Linked DNA regions of Sus scrofa: all the other regions are linked to region 2. Evidence: chromatin contacts called from public HiChIP or PLAC-seq data. All regions are on one chromosome and are shown on one strand. Each heading gives the region's core, a stretch centred on a gene start, on an enhancer-like site or on the middle of the called end of the contact. The rest is flanking DNA. Distances are from core to core; before and after follow the strand shown. Region 1 has its middle 8.0 kb from the start of RGS9. Region 2 overlaps GNA13 (guanine nucleotide-binding protein subunit alpha-13). Region 3 overlaps RGS9 (regulator of G-protein signaling 9).

Evidence for each region. HiChIP or PLAC-seq counts read pairs in DNA pulled down with a chosen protein or histone mark.
Region 1: a contact with region 2 is called in an H3K27ac HiChIP or PLAC-seq map of alveolar macrophages. The contact joins two enhancer-like sites. A contact is called at or near these places in 1 of 5 promoter capture datasets (fetal liver) and 1 of 2 datasets of contacts at active chromatin or transcription factors (alveolar macrophages).
Region 3: a contact with region 2 is called in an H3K27ac HiChIP or PLAC-seq map of alveolar macrophages. The contact joins two enhancer-like sites. A contact is called at or near these places in 2 of 47 Hi-C or Micro-C datasets (embryonic fibroblasts and epiblast stem cells) and 1 of 2 datasets of contacts at active chromatin or transcription factors (alveolar macrophages).

The regions. Positions count from the first base shown.
Region 1 is chr12:12,005,755-12,008,853 of Sscrofa11.1, reverse strand. No RefSeq gene overlaps it. Among named protein-coding and RNA genes, the nearest start is that of RGS9, 8.0 kb to the left of the region's middle. Within about 2 kb of position 1,418, at least 71 of the 83 cell types and tissues checked have an H3K27ac peak or open chromatin away from gene starts, as enhancers often do. A contact at or near this core is called in alveolar macrophages, where this site is marked.
Region 2 is chr12:11,941,395-11,944,684 of Sscrofa11.1, reverse strand. All of the region lies in intron 2 of GNA13 (guanine nucleotide-binding protein subunit alpha-13), which reads left to right. Among named protein-coding and RNA genes, the nearest start is that of GNA13, 24 kb to the left of the region's middle. Within about 2 kb of position 1,949, at least 18 of the 83 cell types and tissues checked have an H3K27ac peak or open chromatin away from gene starts, as enhancers often do. A contact at or near this core is called in alveolar macrophages, where this site is marked.
Region 3 is chr12:12,049,666-12,052,732 of Sscrofa11.1, reverse strand. The region is part of intron 9 of RGS9 (regulator of G-protein signaling 9); the gene reads right to left. Among named protein-coding and RNA genes, the nearest start is that of RGS9, 36 kb to the right of the region's middle. Within about 2 kb of position 1,647, at least 31 of the 83 cell types and tissues checked have an H3K27ac peak or open chromatin away from gene starts, as enhancers often do. A contact at or near this core is called in alveolar macrophages, where this site is marked.

The sequences.
Region 1 (3,099 bases), core at 169-2,668, 65 kb before region 2:
AGCCAGGAATGAGACCCAGGCCGCCTGGCCTCTGCCTACACATCTCACCTCCTTAATCCACGCTGGGATTTTCCCATCAGCCAGGCCTGGGCTCACCCCAGACCTGCGCTGAGAGCTCCATGGTTCCCACGGAAAAATCATGATGCAAAAACCAGAAAAAAGAAAACTGGATGTTGGGCAAGTAAAAGTCAAAAGGGGTCCATTACAGAACTGCTTCAGAAATGCAGCTCTTCCTCCCTCTTGGATTATTTCGCTGGGATGAATTTTCTCCCGAGTCAGAGCCTAAACACGTGCAATGGCCTCTGCTATAGATCGCTCGGTGGTTTTTCAATAGGACTGTATATTTCTGTTCCCTTTGCCCGGAATGAACTAACTTCCCCACACCCTTATTATGCTTTTTCTACCTAGACAATTCTAATTTTACTGGATTCTGTAGTTGTACTTGCCTAGTTTCCCCTTCCTCTTTTTAGAGCAGCAACCCGGAATAAGAGAGTACCATAAAAAAGCTGTTCACATGAACCTCTGATTGAACAGCCAGTTGGGGCCCCTGGGGTTGAGGGGAAGCACAGGTGTACCCGCCTGTCCCTGCAGGATTAAGGGGGACAAGAGGGCTCTGCCTGGGTGGGGGTGGGGAGGAGAAGGTACTCTAAACATAAAATCTTTTTTTTTTTTAAGTATTATTATTTAAGGTCATTTCAGTTGTGTTACTGCATCCAAGCTGGATTTCGTGTCAATAAAAAAATGTGCGCCTACTCTAGTACAAAACGGCTAGAAAACTGGTTTGGGGGACTCTATTGTGCTCCTGTAGCTCCATTATTTATAAGAGTGATGAGGGCAATTTCCGACTCCCTACCAGTAGCGCTGCCAGGTGCACTCGCGAATAAAAGGGCAGGAAAGCGTCCCAAAGGCAGCGAGCTGCTATCCACCTCTAGAGCCCCAAAGGCCCCTCACGCAGGGTGGCCACCCCAGGCCCAGGCCATAGAGGTGCGGATGCCTCCAAACTCCTAGAGAGGAAGAGCAGGCTCCCGGGAGGAGGACTTCCGCCGGCGGCCCACTTCCGGCTCCGCCCCCACCCGCCCCAAGGCGGCGAGTTTGCGGGCGTTGGTGGGAGGGTGTGTCTCCTGCGAGGGGCTCAGGTGGGGGTCGCTAGGTGCGGGGCGCGGGCACCAGAACTGGGGGGCCGGGAGCGAGGATTCACAGAGGGGGCCGCCTTAAGGCCACGGCGCCGGGGCCCCTTTCCTCCAAGTGCTGACTGGGGATCAGCTCCTCGAATACTCAGAGCTGTGGACTTATTTTTTTGTAACTGATTGAGGCCCATTGGCTCGGAGAAAATAACGGTGAAACCCCAACCTAAAAATATGTCATTTAGGGCTTGTTTTCGTGTATCTGCGAGAACGGCCCGTTTAAGAAACAGTCAAGTGGAGTTAGCTGGTGGCACAGTGGGTTAAAGATCTGGCCATGTCACTGCTATGGCGCAGGTTCCATCGCTGACCGAGAAATTCAGTATGCTTTGGGCACAGCCAAAAATAAAATAAAATATTAAAAAAAAAAAAAACAGTCAAGTAACTGAAACAACGTGTCTTAGTATTTAACTGTGGCTAGACTGGGGAGAGAGGAGTCAGGGCAAACAGCGCGGTGGCCCTGTAAGAACAGGGTTCCGGGGGAACATGCAGAGTGCAGTTTGGAAGGAAGACGGAATGGGGTATCAGAATGCCCTCTCCGTGGGAGAGGAAGGGGAAGTGGGACTCTGGCGACTAGATTACTTGCAGAATACTGGCCGGGGTTCTTTCTCTTCCAGGGCAGCAGCTTGGCACAGGCACTCACTACCTGAACTTTTTGACCTGGAGTGCGCTCAGTTTTAAAATGGGGATGGTATCTGCCATCCTGTCCTACTGTATGTGATCCTTTCCTATTGTGTGTGATCTTAGTATGTTTAATGAACCAGATTTATCTTCTCTATAAGATCATGTTGGGGCAGGAGTTCCCTGGTGGCCTAGTGGTTAAGGACTCAGCATTGTCAGGGCTGTGGCTCAGCTTCCATCCCTTGCCCAGGTACCTCCAAATGCTGCGGGTGTCACACACACACACACACACACAAAGATTGGGGAGTATTTAAAGAAGATTTTGCATTGCTGTGGCTGCGGTGTAGGCCGGCAGCTACAGCTCTGATTAGACCCCTAGCCTGGGAACCTCCATATGCCACCAGTGCAGCTCTAAAAAAAAGACAACAAATAGGTAAATAAATAAATAAACATGGCCCTAAAAAACAGACAATAAATAAAATAAATAAGCTTTTACCATAATGTGTTCCTGAGGGGAAAATAAAAGATGGACAAATAAATTTAGGATTTGAACCATAGTCTCTTAGCACAAATAATAATAGAGTATTAAATTGTTCTGAGAAACTCCGCAATAATGGAACTCGCGTCACTTTGGTTAGCCTGGTGTTTCTCAAGCATTTGACCACAGAGCCTTGAGTAACACCCTATTAATATCTCCCCAATGTGGTTTTTCCCAGAACATATTTTTGGGAGATGCTGACATAAAGAAATCCTTCACCTGAGCACAGTCCTGTTCAAGAGGCACTCTCACTTCTCAAAAGACATCTCAGAACTGCTTTTTGAAAATCATCTGACTGAATTTCAGTAAGGATGGTTTCAGTTTTACAGATGTTCTAGAAAATGGTCCATAAATAATGAAGTACTACATCTACTAACATTTGGAAAAGGAAGTGACCCCTCCTTGCCCTTCCTCCCACACACATCATGGACAGTGGACAAGATCGTAATATTATTGAGCAAATGTTATCAATATATTATTTATTAAACAATAGAAATAACTAAATGGAGGAGTTCCCTGGTGGCCTAGCGTTTAAGAATTTGGCACTGTCACTGCTGTGGCTCGGGTTTGATTCGCTAGGCACTTCCACATGCTTCAGGTGTGGAAGAAAGAAAGGGAGAGAGGGAGGAAGGAAGGAAGAATTAAATGGGAAAAATATGAATTGTTCCAAATGGAACTTCTACGATTCAGGGCTTCTTAATGACAAACCTAGGCAATTTGTTAAAGACCAACTTGAGTAAAATGACTGATATTTCCTCC
Region 2 (3,290 bases), core at 700-3,199:
GTTGTGGTGGGCTGTGGTGTAGGGCGGCAGCTGTAGCTCCAACTAGACCCCTAGCCTGGGAACCTCCATACGCCACGGGTTCGGCCCTAAAAAAAAAAAAAAGAAAAGAAAAAAGGCCCTAGGAATATGAGGAGGGGGGGCGGCTAGAAAAGTAGGAAATAAAGCATATCTAAATCACCAAATCAGTTTTGAAAAAGAAAAAGCTCCATTTGAAGACTTATTCCTGCTGTTTATGTCCCAATTCAGGTATGTCAAAGGAAGGCCTGATGCTTTTCTGTGGGATCTAGTTGAACTCAAGTAAATGTTACTTGAAATCTACTTTTGTAATAAGATAAAACTAAATAAGTTTCTAACCTAGTTTCTTAATATTCCTGGCATTTTTACAAGGCTTTAAAAAAGAAATTCTAGCTGACTTGGTGTAGTCAATATCCAAAGGTAAAATTAATAGGAAATCTAATTTAGAAGGAGCTGAACTGATGCTGGGGCTGGCTACATTAGAATTACTTCTCTTGGATCTTGTTAAAATTTTGATTTAGTAGATTCGTGCTGGGTCTGGGAATCCTTATTTTTAACACGCATGTAAGGTGCACTGCCAAGGTTAAGAACCATTGATCTAGAACAGGAGTCAGAAAATTGTTTCTGCAGAGGGCTCGGTAGTGTGATATTTCAGACTTCTTATGCCAAGAGACAAAAGTCAAGGGCGTTTCCTAGGTATTTATGCAACAAAAGAATATTCAAATTTCCATAGTTTTTTTTAATTGATGAAATTCAAAATGTAATAATAAAATTGTATACAGTGTATTGTAGTACACAGGTTTACTAAGGGGAAGAATTTAGGTTTACTAAGGGGAATTTAGGTTTATTAAGGGGAAGAATTTAGAAGGGGGTAACGTTTTGCTTAAGTGGGGTTCAAAGTTTTAATGTTCCCTGTTAGCAAAATCAGTTGCAAATATTCACCCGTTAATGATAGTTTTTGGTGAGATTTTTCACACACTTTGCATATGCCAAATGAGCATGTGATTTTAATTGAACGTAGACATTGCTTGGAAGACATTTGTAGAATTCCATTAGATTCTTGTAGACGTTTGCCTCTTGGCATGTCATTTATTTGCATTGCAGGTATACCATTTCCAATCGAAGGTTAGGTGGAAGCTCCTGATTGCACAGTTAAATGGATTTAAGTATGGACCTTTTTTTTTTGCACTTGCATGATGGTCTGAAAGATGTTGCTGAGCACTAGTTTGATTTTAGAAGTAGATAGCTGCCGCAAATTTTGAGTGAAAATGGAGGCCCACTGTTTCAACTTCGGACAGCAAAGAAAGTGTATAAAGCAGCTGAACATTGCTTATGATTCAGATAATTCTCGTTGTCAAAATGATTTTACCATGGTGTAAGGTTTGCAAAAAAACTGTTTTGCCTTGTTTGGGGTTGAATTTATTAAGAAATGTAATGAAGTCTTCCCTACAACTGATTTTGAAATGCCCTTCAGTGTTCTGTGTTAGTAGTTGAAGGTGGTTCTTGTTTGGAAAAAATTCAGTTTCATCCATTAGTTTAAAAAAATCTCAGTAAGAATATATCTCTGTTAAGCCATCAAGCTGTGTAATAGGACAAGACAGCCTGTTCAGTTCTGTTTCTGACAAAAATTCATGGAACCGATGATGCTCAAGCCCATGAGAGTGAATTAAATTCACCCTGAACAGTACTGGTTCAGTAACACACTGTGGATTCATATATTTCCTGCAGTTGCTACTGGTGAGTAATACATAGTGTGATCGTTTTCACAATCTTTGTAAATGTGTCCCTTTTCTGTTCCTCACATATTTTTACCACCATCAGTTGTAATTCACATTAGCATATTCCAATTCAAGTTGTACTAATAGAGTGTTTTCTCAGCTTCTTTGAAAATGTTCTCATCTGTAGTTCTTCCACACAAACTGTTCATACAGGCTAATTCTTTAGTCTCTGCACACTTGGCATTGATCCCTTAAGTAAACAACTACTGAGCAGTCCCTGGTAGTCCTTGCTTGGCTAACAAATAAGAAGCTCTTGGAAACTTGTTGGCTAGCAGTTGCAGTCTCGTTTTCATTTTTTCCTTTTGTGAAGAAATTCTGTGATGAACTATTCTATTTAAAATTGTGTAACTTTTCTGACTTGCTTTTCTGTAAGCTGGGATTATTTTGCAGAGTGCTTAGTCTGGTGGTGTTGATGTACACATATACTTTTAGTACAGCTGTAGGGTCATTGCATGATAAACACAGTGCTTTGCCACCTCGTTTGATGTCAGAATCATCCACATTCTGCTGTGCCTTGAAAGCGCAACACATAAAAGTTCTCTTTTTTGCTTCTTGTTTTGGTGGATGGGCACTAGTAATTAAAAAAAAAAAAAAGGCATGGTATTGCAGTACTGATGACACTTGAAACATTTTCAAGTTTTAACTGTGTCTGGGCAGTTTGTGGTTGCAAAGAGAAGAGAGCGCCACATGCACCGTGATGCCTGCTCTCCTGGCTGCTGTGGCCGGGAGGCAGCCATAGACAGAAGGCACATAAACAGATGAGCACAGCTCTGCTCCAGTGCAGCTTCATGGGCCACACAAGATGGGCAGAGGGCTGTGTTTGGCCTGCTGGTCACCTTTGGCCGACGCTTGGTCTCAAGTGTGTAAAATACGTAAAAGAAAGAATCCAGCGGCTCTCACCTAACCTTTCCTTCGGCCACGATGTGATGCACTACCGCTGTGGTACTTGCCTGTGCTTCTCCTGTAGTTCTGTGAGGTGGATCATTTTTAAAGCTCCTGTTACATATTGCCAAGTTGCTTTCTAGAATGTGTATGCCCTGCTTTTTAAACATCTGTATTTGATCCTTATCACTACAGACTTTAAAAATTTAGATAAGACTTTGAGGCTAACACCTCTACTCGATTGTACCTCTGTTGAGTAAGTAGAGTTGTCCCCTTCCTGTTGCTATAAAGCTGCCAGTGTTTGGGTATGTTCTTCTAAAAAAGCAGGTGATTTCTTCTAGTGTGTCTTTTGGCCATCTAGCTTAAATGCCACATCCTTTTAAACTAGTACATCCTAAATTCTGTTCTGTATATACTTTAGCCATTCAGAAGAGAATGTTGAATAAATCTGCCAGTTGTTTGGTAACTGGGCAAATAAACTGCCAGGTCTCCCTGTAACCACACATTTGCTTAATAGAAGTTACTTTCTAATTTGTGTTCTCAGTTTTTCTACTAACTTCAAACTCAGGGCCCCCACCCATTTTGTCTCTGCAAGCAAAGAATCTCTATAACACA
Region 3 (3,067 bases), core at 398-2,897, 110 kb before region 2:
AGCATCTGATCCTACACTGTGCACCTTGAACTTGCCTATGCCGTATGCCCATAATATCTCCACAAAGCTCAGCGGGGGAAACACTACTGAGGGCAAAGGCTGCAATTGCCCTGGGCCTGTGCCCAGCGGGCGGCTCCATAGACACCCTCCTTCCAAGCGCCCAGGCCCCCAGACGAAAATTCCTGTGGACCAGTGCTCTCCAACTAGGGGGATCCTAAGCGGACAAACAGCCTCTCAGTCTGTCGCACCTGCTCTGGGCTCCACGGGGCGCTGTCCTTGCAAACCAGCCGCCCGCACACTCACTGCAGGTCTGTCTGGTGTGGTCTGACTTTGACCTGAGATGTTTATTTCTGGGGCCATGAACTCAGGCTTCAGGTTTTTTTTACGTTTTATGTTTTATTTCACTTCTTGACTTTATTATCTTTCTAGAGCTCTGAGTTGGTTTTCTGATTTTCAAAATTATCAGCTGCCTTCTGGGAATCAGGCTGCAGCGGATTGGGTTGGGTCTAGGAGCTTGCCCTAGAGCATCCTGGATTGTCCACATGGATTTTAGCATTTATTTCTAGCTTTAAAAATGGCTGTTCATGAGACCTGCTTCCCATAGACTGACAAACAGGGTGTCTCTGTCCTTTTAGGAGTGTGCGTGTATGTGTATCTGGGCAGTGGGGGAGAGGGTTCTGGGCTTTTCTGAAAGACAGAGAGAGAATGTGATGGAGTCAGGGTAGTTTTAGGAAAGAGTATTGAGGAGTTCCTGCTGTGGTACAGTGGGTTAAGAACCCGAGTGCAGGGGCTCGGGTCACTGCAGAGATGTAGGTTCAAATCCCCGGCCTTGCTCAGTGGGTTAAAGGATCCGGAGTTACCAAAGCTGTGGCACAGTCGCAGCTGCAGCTTGAATTCTATCCCTGGCCTGGCCAGGGATCTTCCATATGCCCTGGGCGTGACCAAAAAAAAAAAAAAGTATTTTTTTTTTCTGATTTTGGGGTCAGAAAGGTCAAAATTGTGGTTTTGTCACTTATAGGCCACAGGACTTTGGATGAGTTATTTAGTATCTCAGAGCTTGTGTTTTCTCACTTGTAAAATGAAATAGAAAATGGGGGGACTGAGTGACATAACAGGACCTAAAAGACTGGCATAGAGCAGGGACCCAGTGCACCCTGGCTATGGATGAAGGTTCATATGCTGCTGAGAAGATGCTTCAGCCCAGTTGCAAGAAAAAATACAGGATGCCTGTGCAACACTGGGGACATATTCATACCAACAAGATTGATTCCCTGTTATCTGAAATTTAAATTTAACAGGGCACCCTGTATTGTATTTGTTAGATCTCACAGACCGACTCTTGATAATCTTATTACTCAGCCAAAAGCCCTAAGAAACAGTAAAGCAAAGTTACTAAAAACATGCCCACGCACATTTCTAAGCAACTCGAGGAATGCTGAAATGAGAAAGAAACCTTCCTTTCGCCCTAGCTTTCACGCACAAGCCCCAACTTTCTCAGCGCTTGGCGCTCCTGGAGGAAAGTCACTTCCTTGTCCTTCGCCCCAGTGACACACTTTGCTGCAGAAGGAGCACTCTCCCTAAGGGATCTTCAAATACTCTGCATTCCTGGGATTCTAACTTATTATTTTTCACTTGCAGCGTTGCCCAAATAGGGACACATCCAGCGCTTGTTTGCACAGCTCTGTGGTGACCAGCTGGCCAGCCCTGAGCCCCGGATGCAGGCTGCAGGCAATTGTTACAGGGCACGAGGGGGTCAGGGCTGTGCCCTGTGAGACCCCAGGGGTTACTACGGACAGGAGCGCGGGAGCCCAGGAGAGGAGCAAGGAGGGGCCCTGAGAACGGGTGGCCAGGAACCTCTGCGGATGCGCAGGCAAGGGCCGGGCCAGCCCCAGGGTGAAAGGCAAGGCGGGGAGGACCACGAGGAACTGGGGCTGGGAGCAGAGAGGGGGTCAAAAGCCAGAGACCCGGAAATTGCGTGCTGAGTGGTCAGTGCAGAGAGCTGACAGGAAAAGCGGGGGTTGTGTGGCGGCGGGGGGGGGGGGGGGGGGGGCGGCTGTCCACGGAGACAAGAATTCCGGGCTGTGGTCATCAAAGTAAGTCTCTGTCCTGCCACGTCCTCCTTCCTGATCAGGTGGAGGTGGGACTGACCCCACGGCTTCCAGAGCTCAGGGCAACTTGAAAATGCAGGGCTGCGGGTCCCAAAAGCCGTAGTCAGGGTTTTTTTTAGGACAACAAAGACATAACGCCATGTGTGGGGCCTGCTGGGCATGTGAGGACATGTCCCCTGCCAGGAAATCGAGCACGAGCACGGAGTGCAAGAGCCGAGGACGCGGTCTGGGAGGGGAGGTGTGTAAAGGAGAAGCTAAGGGACCCCTGGCCAGCCCAGCCCGGGCCATCGGCTCCCTCTCTCTGTTTCCGTTTTGTCCCCTGAAACACAGAACTGGGGAGTTCCCATTGTGGCTCAGTGAGTTAAGAACCTGACTAGTATCCATGAGGATGCAGGTTCGATCCCTGGCCTTGATCAATGGGTTAAGGATCCGGCGTTACCATGAGCTACGGTATAGGCCAGTGGCTACAGCTCCGAGTCGACCCCTAGCCTGGGAATGAATGAATGAATAAATAAATAAATACACAAATAAAAATTTTAAATGGAACCGATATGCCTTCTCTTATCAAGCTGCCGTGAGAACTGAGTGACATCCAACAGTTTCCAGAGGCCGAATCAGGGACATTAGGACACACAAGTGGGGTACGGAGCGGGCTCAGGCACCTGCAGCTGAGGTTCAAACCTGGCTTTCCCAGTCCCGAGACGTGTGTCCTGGAGGAGCTGCCTACACCTTCCACCTGCCTCCTCAGCTACGAAACAGAGACGCTGACAACACTGCTGCTGTGGGTCTTCCTCGAGCCCTGACCCTCGGGGCATTGTCCACAGGCCACCCTCTGAGCGCCACCCCAACTCCAGCCACGACTGGTCACAAAGGAGCCACAGGAAGAACGCTGTTTGTGCCCAGTTGGTGGGAGTGGGGCTGTCACTCACAGAAGGCTCCAGGCTGAGGGCTCTGCCAAG